3 separate regions of the Drosophila melanogaster genome follow, and all the other regions are linked to region 2. Evidence: chromatin contacts called from public Hi-C and targeted proximity ligation data. All regions are on one chromosome and are shown on one strand. The core of a region is the stretch at or near the end of the contact, and the rest is flanking DNA. Distances in the headings are between cores, read along the strand shown. Region 1 holds the start of CG11686. Region 2 holds the start of GILT1 (Gamma-interferon-inducible lysosomal thiol reductase 1). Region 3 holds the start of sqd (squid).

Evidence for each region. A called contact is a pair of places that touch in the nucleus more often than the background predicts.
Region 1: a contact with region 2 is called in a Hi-C map of the Kc167 cell line, with 3 times the contacts expected there. A contact is called at or near these places in 14 of 107 Hi-C or Micro-C datasets (the Clone 8 cell line, the Kc167 cell line, the S2 cell line and 6 more).
Region 3: a targeted proximity ligation map of the S2 cell line shows a contact between it and region 2, with 5 times the contacts expected there. A contact is called at or near these places in 5 of 107 Hi-C or Micro-C datasets (the Clone 8 cell line, the Kc167 cell line, the S2 cell line and 2 more) and 3 of 7 datasets of targeted methods (the Kc167 cell line and the S2 cell line).

Annotation. Positions count from the first base shown.
Region 1 is chr3R:13,258,758-13,262,112 of dm6, forward strand. CG11686 reads left to right here and starts at 1,599. Exons shown (of 3, transcript NM_143947.4): 1 at 1,599-1,661; 2 at 2,848-3,013; 3 at 3,281-3,355. The coding sequence starts at 2,885. It overlaps Ace (Acetylcholine esterase), which reads right to left and starts at 20. Exons shown (of 10, transcript NM_001275601.1): 1 at 1-20.
Region 2 is chr3R:13,399,750-13,403,387 of dm6, forward strand. GILT1 (Gamma-interferon-inducible lysosomal thiol reductase 1) reads right to left here and starts at 2,113. Exons shown (of 4, transcript NM_142030.4): 1 at 1,930-2,113. The coding sequence starts at 2,001. It overlaps Dpm3 (Dolichyl-phosphate mannosyltransferase subunit 3), which reads right to left and starts at 3,302. Exons shown (of 2, transcript NM_001038962.3): 1 at 3,090-3,302; 2 at 2,810-3,021. The coding sequence starts at 3,239. The coding sequence ends at 2,887.
Region 3 is chr3R:13,644,791-13,648,394 of dm6, forward strand. sqd (squid) reads right to left here and starts at 1,514. Exons shown (of 7, transcript NM_001260159.2): 1 at 963-1,514. The coding sequence starts at 1,129. rin (rasputin) reads left to right here and starts at 2,214. Exons shown (of 4, transcript NM_169533.2): 1 at 2,214-2,410.

The DNA.
Region 1 (3,355 bases), core at 349-2,848, 140 kb before region 2:
ATGTCTCTAGCTAAACTGAAGCTAAAAGGCATCGCAATGCGTACTTTAAACGGACATTGCTTTTCTGCTCTTTATTTCTCTCGGCAAAATAGCGGGACTATGCTTTCACTCTCTCTTTTCTCTCCCTCTCTCTCGACAGCTTTTGAGCGACTGTTATACCATCTCTCTCTCTCTCTTTATTTTTGGCCTGAAGCTTTAGCTTGTTTTTGTTCGCAATCAAAATCGGAAACTTTTTTCTGCGACATTTTGCCGCATTTGTTGTTGCTCTAGCGAGCCATACCAAATTTCATTATCTCAAGGGTCCGCGTTGTTTGTTTATTTGAGAGACCCTCCAGTTAAGCAAATATTTTTGTTTAATTGTTGGTAGTTCTTAATGAGCTTTTAAAAAGTCTTAAACATTTTTGTTAGTTTTTTTTTTATATTTTTGATTCTGTTTGTTTTCGTGGGGCAACCGAAAATCGATCGCACACTTTTAACACACATACAAAGTCAGCTCTCGCTCTCTTGCTCTCTCAAACACACACACACACTCTCATAAAAAGGCAGCTGATTTGCGCCGCAAAGTATGCACCACAATTGGACAATGATTTAAAACTCCTTTTAGGCCGATAAAAGTCTGGAATATTTTCGATTTGTAAACATATTTGAATTATTTTTTTTTTTTAATTTTTTGTATATGTATATATTTATTTTACAGTTTGTTGTTGAGCTCAACCGGATGAAAATCGGAACCAGCGTGACCGACGACTCGCAGCAGAATGCGGAGAATCGGAGAAAACAGCAGCCGACCACAACAACAGCTGCAAAATGCGGCGTCGGCGTCCGGGATGAACAACTTTTTGGCTACACACACACCATCATATGGACGGTGAAATGGGGGGGTGATATATTATAGGAAATTTGATATGAAAACATTGACAAGCAGCCGCATAAAGCTTCTTGCGGCACGAAGAGCTTTCCCAAAACGAAGCTGAGGTTGGCCAAGTTTTTATTCTTAGCGTCGATTGATTGCTGGCCGGGAAACCGAATGCGGCAGTGGCTAAGATAAGCGCCAAAAGGCATAAACGGAATGGCCAAACATTTGACTGATAAGTTCCGCTGATAAGGGCATTCACAATGTGTACGAACTTTAAATGTTTTTTCTTTGCTTTCTTGCTAGTATTGTAATTTAAGAATTGGGAGAAGAAATTTCATTAAACATTGTTTCGATGGAAGCATAGTATAAACGAATGATAACGACAAATGTAATAAAATTAGTTTAATAAAATTGTATTAATATTTTCCGTACCTTTTGTGTTCACTGTTATTGACTGTTGTTTCGAAAAAATGTTTATTTTTTTCACACAAATAATATCTACACAAATACTGTCTACACAAATACTACTTACACAAAGACTATCTATGTATTTGGTTTAAAAAGATTGAGTTCTCTTTTAACTAACCTTAGTAACCCAATAAATACTTTGCTTAACTCTCAGATCGGCCCTCGCTGCCAAAAGCTTTTTCGCGAAGCTTTCCTTCGAAAGTGCGCGTCGGCAGTGCGACGGGTGACAACCCTGCCTGCAGTGGGCATGCAACTTGTTGCGCCGGTTTGCGCTTCTCAGTCTTCATTCCATTCTCGAATCCCCCGGACGTCGACCTCCGATCCGATCGTCTACTTGGTTTGTTATTGTTTCCTTTGGCTGCCTGGCATTCGGCTATTAAGTTGTTTTCGATCTTAAATACGTGGGTGCGTGGTATACAGTATTTATAAAATACTTACGCATAGTTGGCGTACGCCTATTAATTGGCGCATACTTCAGATTCGGCTGGTCTAATTAATCCGAATTTCACCGTGTGCTAATTTCGCCAACCGGTTTGTGGGCGATCTGCAATTGTTTTTATGATGACTTAAGATGGGCGATGACTTAAGACGACACACCCCGTCAAGTGCAGTGCTCGCTAGCATTGTGATTTGCATAATGACGACACTTGTTTTGAGAGTACTATAATCACCACTTGATCGTGGAATTCGGCTCGAAATCGGCGGTCGAGGCCTCGACCTCATACTCTGCCTTATTTTTGCCTTATTTTGGTCACAATCAGTTTTGACGTCAGTGTTTCTAAAATCAGTCTCAAAACCGAGCCAAATCGGTCGTTAGTATGTTTGTCACGACCCAAAAGTGAAATCTAAATGCAGAAGAAAGCCATTCAAATGCATTTTTCGGTGGTAAAACCTGAGTGTATGCATATTTTAATAATATTTTCTAAAAAGTGAAAAAGTATTTTTAGGAGAAAGCCGAATATTTAATCATTTTATAGTGAAGGAAGATATTAACTAAAATTCAAACTTCAGTAATCTTCAAAGGCCTAACTCAAGGTCTACTTATATAATATATAATTTGAAATTGCATATGACTAAAAACTATTTATAAATGAGTGTGGTATGCAAACACAAATGGGGTTTACTGAAGGATTTACTTGCTCGAATAACTTGACATTCACTATCTTAAATGGGAACGTTGATACAGCGATGGAAAAAATGATTTAGAAATAGAAGTGACGTTTTAGAAGCTCTTTTAATTAGGTGGGGTTTATCAGAATCGTGTTCTATCGAAATGCAAGATTTAATTTGTTAGCTCATTAAAAATATTATGAGGTCACTTTTTTAAGGCGCATATCAAATTAATGACATGTGTTTTGCTTATTAAAAATATACGAAATGCAGAAATTAGTTTTATGCTCGAGCAAGCTCCAAGTCTTGAAGTTTTTAATGAGATATGCTCTATTAAGAAGACGACTGATAAGCTTCAGTTTTTTATGGATCTTTCCACTAATAAGATCCCTTGTATTTATCTTATCGCACAGCTGAAATCGCTCTGAACAAACAACACCACTCATCACGATGCCAAATCCACTGTGGTTCGTCTTCTGGCTGCTGGTCTTCTGGTTCGTCTCCTTCTTCGTGGCATTCTTCTGCGCCTTTTTCTACATCTGGGTCTACGCATTTGCCTCCTGCATTCCCGCCCTGACGGTAAGTGGGTTTTTTTTCTATTTTGGGGAGCAGCATTTGAAGTTATATGGCGGGGTGAGTCAATTTACCTGCTTCACCTGCTGGTTGCATGAGGCACTTTCCTTATCGCGCCGTCAAGATGTTTAACCCATTAGTCATTTGGGGAACTTATCAGACCCACAACCGGAGCTTATGGGAAACCGCGATAGCTGGCCCCGATATGTAGACCCACCCACACCCATTGCCTGGAAAAACATTGCTAACCGATTTGTTTTCTTACTTTCGCAGGGCATATCGGACATTCTGCTCCAGGGAGTCCAGTTCCCGTTCTACTGCGGGAAAGCCATGTTAGAGGGCAAGCAA
Region 2 (3,638 bases), core at 863-3,362:
GTTTATAGACTTTAAAAAACCTGTTCTCAAGTTCTTGCCTTTAAATCTTAAAACAATTTTGAATTTCAATATATTTTATGTTATCTGAAATGGTTGGTTGCAGTCTGTTCAATGGCCACGGAGGGTGCATTGCGCAATTTGCATTTTTCGAGAGTGCAGCCAAGCTGAGGCATGCAAATCACATGCGGCTGAATGGACAGGGTCCAAATATGGCTACCCTTTGTTTATCAATTGGGAGACAATTGCCACATGCTCCAGTCGACGAGCCAAAATATTGTTGAACTTGGGCCTGCATACATATGAAAGTTATAAATAGGAACACTAAACATGTACCTAAGTATATCTGCGTAGAGAATAAATCGAGGCAAGATTCAGATTGAACATTTGGTAGGTAGTACATTTAATATAGACTAACAAGATCAAAGTCAATCATATTTTCTGTTGAATTGATAATTGAATATTTAATATGGGCAATATTGTTTTCACATTTGACTAGTGACACATAATATGTGTATAAATGTATATATGTACAATTTGTTTTGTTATCTTAGGTCTACTCCCCCAATTTAAATGAATTCAGAAATTGCGACACATTTTCGTACGTAATAAACAGATAAAAATTGCTGACTATAGCCTTTCTTTCAAGTATTCATCAAACGCCAAATTAGTTATTATTTAAGAATTGCGTACAGTCAACATAAAATCCGTATTTACAATAAAATAGCTTACAAATATTCCGAACAAATGACTATTTTCAAGCTTACGTGCTTCTAATACATATGTTTATTTATTAGTGGCTGTGCAATCAAATGGCATTCATTTAATGTAATTTCAGTTGATTATTTTAGCCCAAATTGAAGCTTTATTTAGATGGAAAATTTAAGTAAACTTTGTAAAGCTCGTGATCGAAGCGCAAATGTTTGAACAATGCCAGCCGAAAAGCAGGGGCAATAAAAAATAAAGAAAATAATCACAAATATGTGCAAACGGCTATGAATACAAATGCAAATTGCTTTTTGTTGGAGTTGAAGTTATATAAAAGCTAATGACACATCGCCGAAAGAACCCGCCATTCTTCTCGATCTAAACAACAACAGCAGCAGACTCAGCTAAGTATATATGTATGTATATACAATTCGATTGTACCGCACATATGTGCACACAAAAAAATTATACCTAACTTTGGAACGTTCTGAAAATGCATTGCATAAATTAACGGGGTTGTGATAGTGCAAAAATATAGCTGAATAATTGTAGAAATCTAGGTGAGCATATATGAGTGATCATTTTTAATACACCAACATAAAATGATGAAAAAATACCAATAAAATCAGGAAGGTATCGTATATCAGAAGAATTGTTAGATAAAATGGAATATGACTAATGATCTTCTGCTTGAAATTGCTGATACTTCTTGGAAACATTGTGCTCAGTGTAGAATGAAGTTGCAGTTGGGGCTGTGCCGGCAAGCTCCGGTTCTTCTATGAGAAATCGAAACTGGTCTCCGAACCGGTTCTTCGCCCAAATGAAAATAACAACAGAGCAACAGGGCGCTCTCCAAGCTCACATACACATACATACACGCATACACATGCATTTATATTGTCAATTATGCTCTACGCTTTTCCACGGTGGCGGCATTTTCCGATCCGACGACTACGACGTGTGGCACAGTTCGTTAAACTCTCGAAATGCCACTTGTTGCTGCCACGAAAAGGGTGCAGCTCTTTTATGGATTTTTTTATTTTGCATTTTTGTATTCCTATACCCCCACTATTTAGTTATTCGACTTAATCACGTCTTCACCTAAATGGTAAAAGCAATTCGGAGTGCCCCTGACACGCTTGGCTGTTGTGTAATGGCTTAGTTGGCCCCGTTGGCTGATTTTTCGCTAGTTTGGCGAAGGGTTTTTCCGAGCCGGAAACTCACCTTAGCGGCACTATAAGCCGTGGCAATCAGGCAGCTCATCAAGAGGCACACAGCGGCGATTTTGTGACTCATCTTCAGGCTTCTCGTTCTTCAGAATTTCTTATAAATGCAGTTATATAGCCAGCACGTAACGAACGGCGGTCGTGTTGTTAGCGGTTCGGTGGCTGAGCGCGAACTGTTGATTGTTGTAGAGAGCTTGACGCTTAAACCGCCGTTCCAGTTCCAGTCGGCCATTAGAAAGCCGATTTCCAGACTGCCCAACCATGAGTAAATAAATGTACTATCTTTTTTATCATCAACTATGTATTATCTTCTTGAAATTTATTTCTATTTTCAAACTATTGTCCGCCATTAAAAAAAAAATTACACAAATTAACTTCAAATGGCTATTAATCGGTTTATATTGGATCTTTTGAGTATCACAACATTCAGCTTCGCAATTATAACTCCTTCCAGTATTTTGCAGAAGAGAAAATTAAAGTTTTGAAACAGTATATTTTTTTCTCTTTCGCATTGTAATTAAGAGAATTTTAAAAAAATTGATTTATTGGAAATAGATAGCCAAAGCATGGATTTGCAATATATGGTTCGCACTTACGAGTTTTCCATATACCATGTTCATTAAGTAAAAATATGTTTTCCGTAAAGAATATTATTAATCTCTTTAAACGTATTTTACCTCATATACTTTTTTAGTTTTCTTATATTTTTTATTTTGAGTAATTCACAGGGGAGCTAAGCCAATTAAACATAAACATATTCCATACTTTTTCAAGCATATCCTTTCAAAACCTCAACATAATTTGGCCACCAAACTTCCGACACCTGGGGAAATCAGCCCCCAACAACGCGTCCGCCCACACAAAATGCGGTCTAGAGTAAATTTGCGTAATTTTTGTTTTTATAAATAATGGAATTACAGATTAACATGCACAAGTCCTACGAGCTGGAAGTCTCCTAATCTCGAAACCGAAATCCCTTGGCTATCAAATCCTTGCGAGCCTCCTGAATTTCATCCTGCAGCTCCTTGGCGGCCTCGGGACAATCGTTAAAAGTCAGAGTTCTATATAGAACAGTCCAAACGGAATATATCTGTGGGTAATATATAGTAGTAGTCAATAAGAGGTGTTATCTGCATTGATTCATATCCAAAAACTCACTCCAAAAATCACGAGGAGCAAAAGTGGTAAAAGCTGAATGTGCAGGAAATACTTGGTAGTTAGTGGCGTTTGCACTGTTCCCAAAACAACGGAGAGATAGGGAATCGCAAAGAGCGATGCGTAAAATAGCCAGCGTTGTAGATTTGTCATAGCTAACGAAATTTATTGGTAAACAAAACTAAACCGAAAATAAAGTTCTACACGTAAACATAGAGCTGGAACTTAAGCCGATGGTCACCCGGTAATTCGATATCGATATTTACCGGCTACTATCGATAGGAGGTTTACCTATTCAAATCTAGTTAGAGGTTTTCCTATTCATGTCTAGTTGGAGATTTTCTAATTAGTAATTCGTAGCCTGACGGCTTCCAGTTAGACATTGTTTACTTTTCTAATTGGCTAACTTAAGTGTGACCAAGCCCTAAGCACGTGCCATAGCACAAAGCTATCCACAGTCAGCAAATCAAATGCCATACTACTCAGCTAAACACAGTCAGCAATTTATCGATAGATCAAAGTTGCGCCATAACAGCCAGCCTTCTACAGCCA
Region 3 (3,604 bases), core at 264-2,763, 240 kb after region 2:
GCTAGACCTAAAAACCAAAACGCAGGGGAGCAAACAAGAGGACCATTCTACTTGATCATCATTATCTCTATGCTTTAATCCATCAAAATTATTTATCATTTATAATTTACATTAATTGTTCGTTAAATTAATATTTTGGCGCCTTGGCAACTCCAAACAACGCCGGCTGTCGCTCTCTGAGAGTAAGAGCGCGCAAAAGAGGTGGCGAGCGAGCGAAGCCGGCAAGCAAGAGAATAAGTGAAAACTGCAAAACACGCACACACCTACAGAACAGCGGGCGTTAGGTTGGTATGTATGCCTGTATGCAGCCGCCATTTTGGGTACAAAACTGGAAGAGCACAAAATAACAACGAAATAGCCGAAACAAAGAGTAATGCGAATTAAAAAGAATACACTGACAAATACAAACATAACTTTTTCCAACGTTTTTTTTCGCCACATTTTTTGCAAGTGAAAGGCAACCGTATGATTTGTGTTCGTATGCGTCACAGTGTGTCTGTGGGGCAACGTGGGAAACAAACATAACCTCACAAAGGGGAGAAAATGTGCTCCTAGCTTAAGAAAACTCTGGTTTTCATTGCGGAAAGTGCGTGTGTGTGCAGGGGAAAACGTTGAAAATTTTCCATGTCTCCCGAGACTGTGATGATGCATTTTGGCCCGAAGATTCTATTAATATGACTGAAGTACAGTCGCACCGACACCTCACACACACACACTTAAACACACTCCGACGCACGAGCGCAAGCGAGAGAGAACACAAAAGGGGTCAGACTTCCCCCGCAGAACCCCGTAAAATCCAATGAAACTCGACCAACGACGTTAGCTTTGCATTTACGTAACAGAGTAGGCAATATACACTATGTAGAAGCAGAAAATCTATGGGGGGCACATGATCATCGGTTGCCCGTTGCAAAAATAAAAAAGAACAAAAAAAAAACGTATCCGCCGGATAATGGACATACCTGTCGTCGTCCCGCTGGCCGGATGCGGCCGATTGGTTGTCCGAACTGCCGTTGGTCGAGCCGGCGGCGCCCGCATCACCATTTTCAGATCCCGGACCGTCGGCAGTCACGTCCTTGGTGAAATCCTCGCCGTTTATTTCTGTATCCACTTGCTTGTTCTCGGCCATTTTGTGTGTTTTCGACTGATCTACTAATTTCGGGGGCTAGGCAGCACGATATTCGTTTTTTACGCAGAGCCGGAGATTTTTATACACACTCGCCAAAAAGTCGCGCGTACGAATGAAATGACGACCGGAAAATGATAAATGCAAACGACAGCGTGTGTATATGGGTGCGGCGTTGCCACCTTGATGTTTTCCCAGTCAAGTCGATTTGGTATTATTTTGGTAAATATTTGTATTGTATTTGCTTGCTCTACCTGGAGATTGTTAGCTATACATTTGCCAAGGATTAAATTGGGATTTTCTGTACGATACCACCCCAAATAAGCCTATATAAGGAGCTAAATGGGCGCGTGACTTGTCTGCTTGCAGTATGGCAGCTTTGATTTATACAATGTACACACACCTATGAAGAGAAAATGAAAAGAATACCAAAAATTTTATACAAATATTTTAAAGCCCAGTTTACACAATGGACAAGTTACTTGGTTTATAAATTCATTTTAGTTGTATTAAAGGTTTAAATATTTAAATAAATATTAAGTATTTCATAAACATTTATAATTTTATAAATATAAAAAATACAATGTTCATTATTTACTATGTGTTGGGAACGAAAACAACATTTACATACAAAGAATTGTTTAAAATCGAATTTTCATATTAACTTCTTATAGGCTGAAACATCAACAATATTTTAAATCATTTAATTGGTTTATATTAAATATTTTTATTTTTTGCAAAAATTTATACAATTTTCATATTCGGATTTCCCAACAGGTTATAATATAACGTTATTATGGTTTTTATTTATTTGCTATATAAAATGTTTCCTTTAAAGAAAGGTGTTTCATGAGCTTACTCAAAAAATCGGAAATGGCTAAAATGAAAATAAGTTTTATAAAACTATTTAAAAGAAACTTAGCGCCCCTAAAATGAGCTTAATTGAGCTCAAATATGAAAATATCAAATTCATCAAAATATTCTATGGAACATACTAGATTAACCACCCCAAAAAAAGAAGTGTGTGCACACCCTTGGAAAAGCCGCCATCATTCACACACCAACACACGCGAAACCAAGAATAAAACTGTGCAGAGGCAAAAAAGAGGAAAAGAGGAACGAACGTCGGTTCTCTTCTCGATTCAACACACTTGTCCAATTTCATTGCGTTTGCGATTATTTTCTACTCAAAAGCCACAACATATGCATCGTAACTTAATTCAACAACAACTGTGATCGCCAAACATCAGAAAGCAACAAAAAATACACGTCAAGAATTGCCAAGTTAGTTATTCTCAAAAAAAAAGACAAAAAGAATTGCAACAAACTAGACTAGTGTGTGTGTGTGAGCGAGTGAGTGCATTGGTGTGTGTGGCTGTGTGTTTTGTGTGCAGCTTGCAATTTTATACTGCATTTCATACGTTTCGACTATCGTTTTGTAAATTAAAAAAACCGCATAATTTCAGCGCTCCACTAAGAAATCCAACTCTCCCCGCCCCCCGCAGGAAGATAACAAAGAAAAGTGCTACAAAAAGTGCCGATTTTTCGGCAAACTTCAACCCAAAAGCAATACACACTGTGCATTACAAAAAGGAAAAATAAAAACGAGGAAAAATATCGCTTAAAAAAGGTGAGCCGGCGACGGCCTCGTGTGCGCGGTCTAGAAAAACTAGCATTTTCCATTTTCAAAGGGGTGGCGCATACTAGGAAAAAATCAACATAAAAAATGCTAAATGGGCGTATATTTTATTATTGCGGCAGGGCTCTATCTCTTAAATTTTTTTTTTTACCATTTTAGCGGCTTTTTTTATTATCGCTTGTGCATAACCTAAAAATGTACGAAAAATTTTGTTTTTGTACATTTTTGTTTAAATGCTGCTCTTCAACTATAGCTTTCTTTGTTCTTCCTACACACGCGGTTCGCAAGCAGAAATAGAGTGGGAAAGAGAGAACCCGAAAGAGCGGCGCGTTCATAACCGAATATGTGTGCGTGTGGGTTTGCCGCAACTCATTGTGCATTTTTTGTTTTATCGGCAAATGTTTATGGCTAAAATGGGGCAAAGGACACCTGCAAACATTGATATTTACTTACACCTTTTAACGCTATTTCAAGTGTTTTTGCAAGGCAGCAATTTGATATTTTGGCCAAGCTGGAGTTCATTGTATGCGGCGCCACAACCTTGAGACCCGAACATAACCTCAATTTAATTCATGCTCCTCGCTTGGCGGCTTCTTTTTTTTCTTTGCCAAATTGTATGAGGTCATTTACTCGCGCACACACACACACGTGCAAAGTTCAGTCAGCCAGGATCGCAGGCATAAAAGCTGGAGCACGTGCAGGGTTAAATGTCCTGCGACGGCAAGCAAATTGGAATTTTTCCTGACAGCTGCACTACACCAAATTTCCCCTTTTCGCATGTGCAAATGTGTGTGGGCCCCAAAAGTGGGTCAAACTGCAGCGCGCTGCGTCTGTTTTAT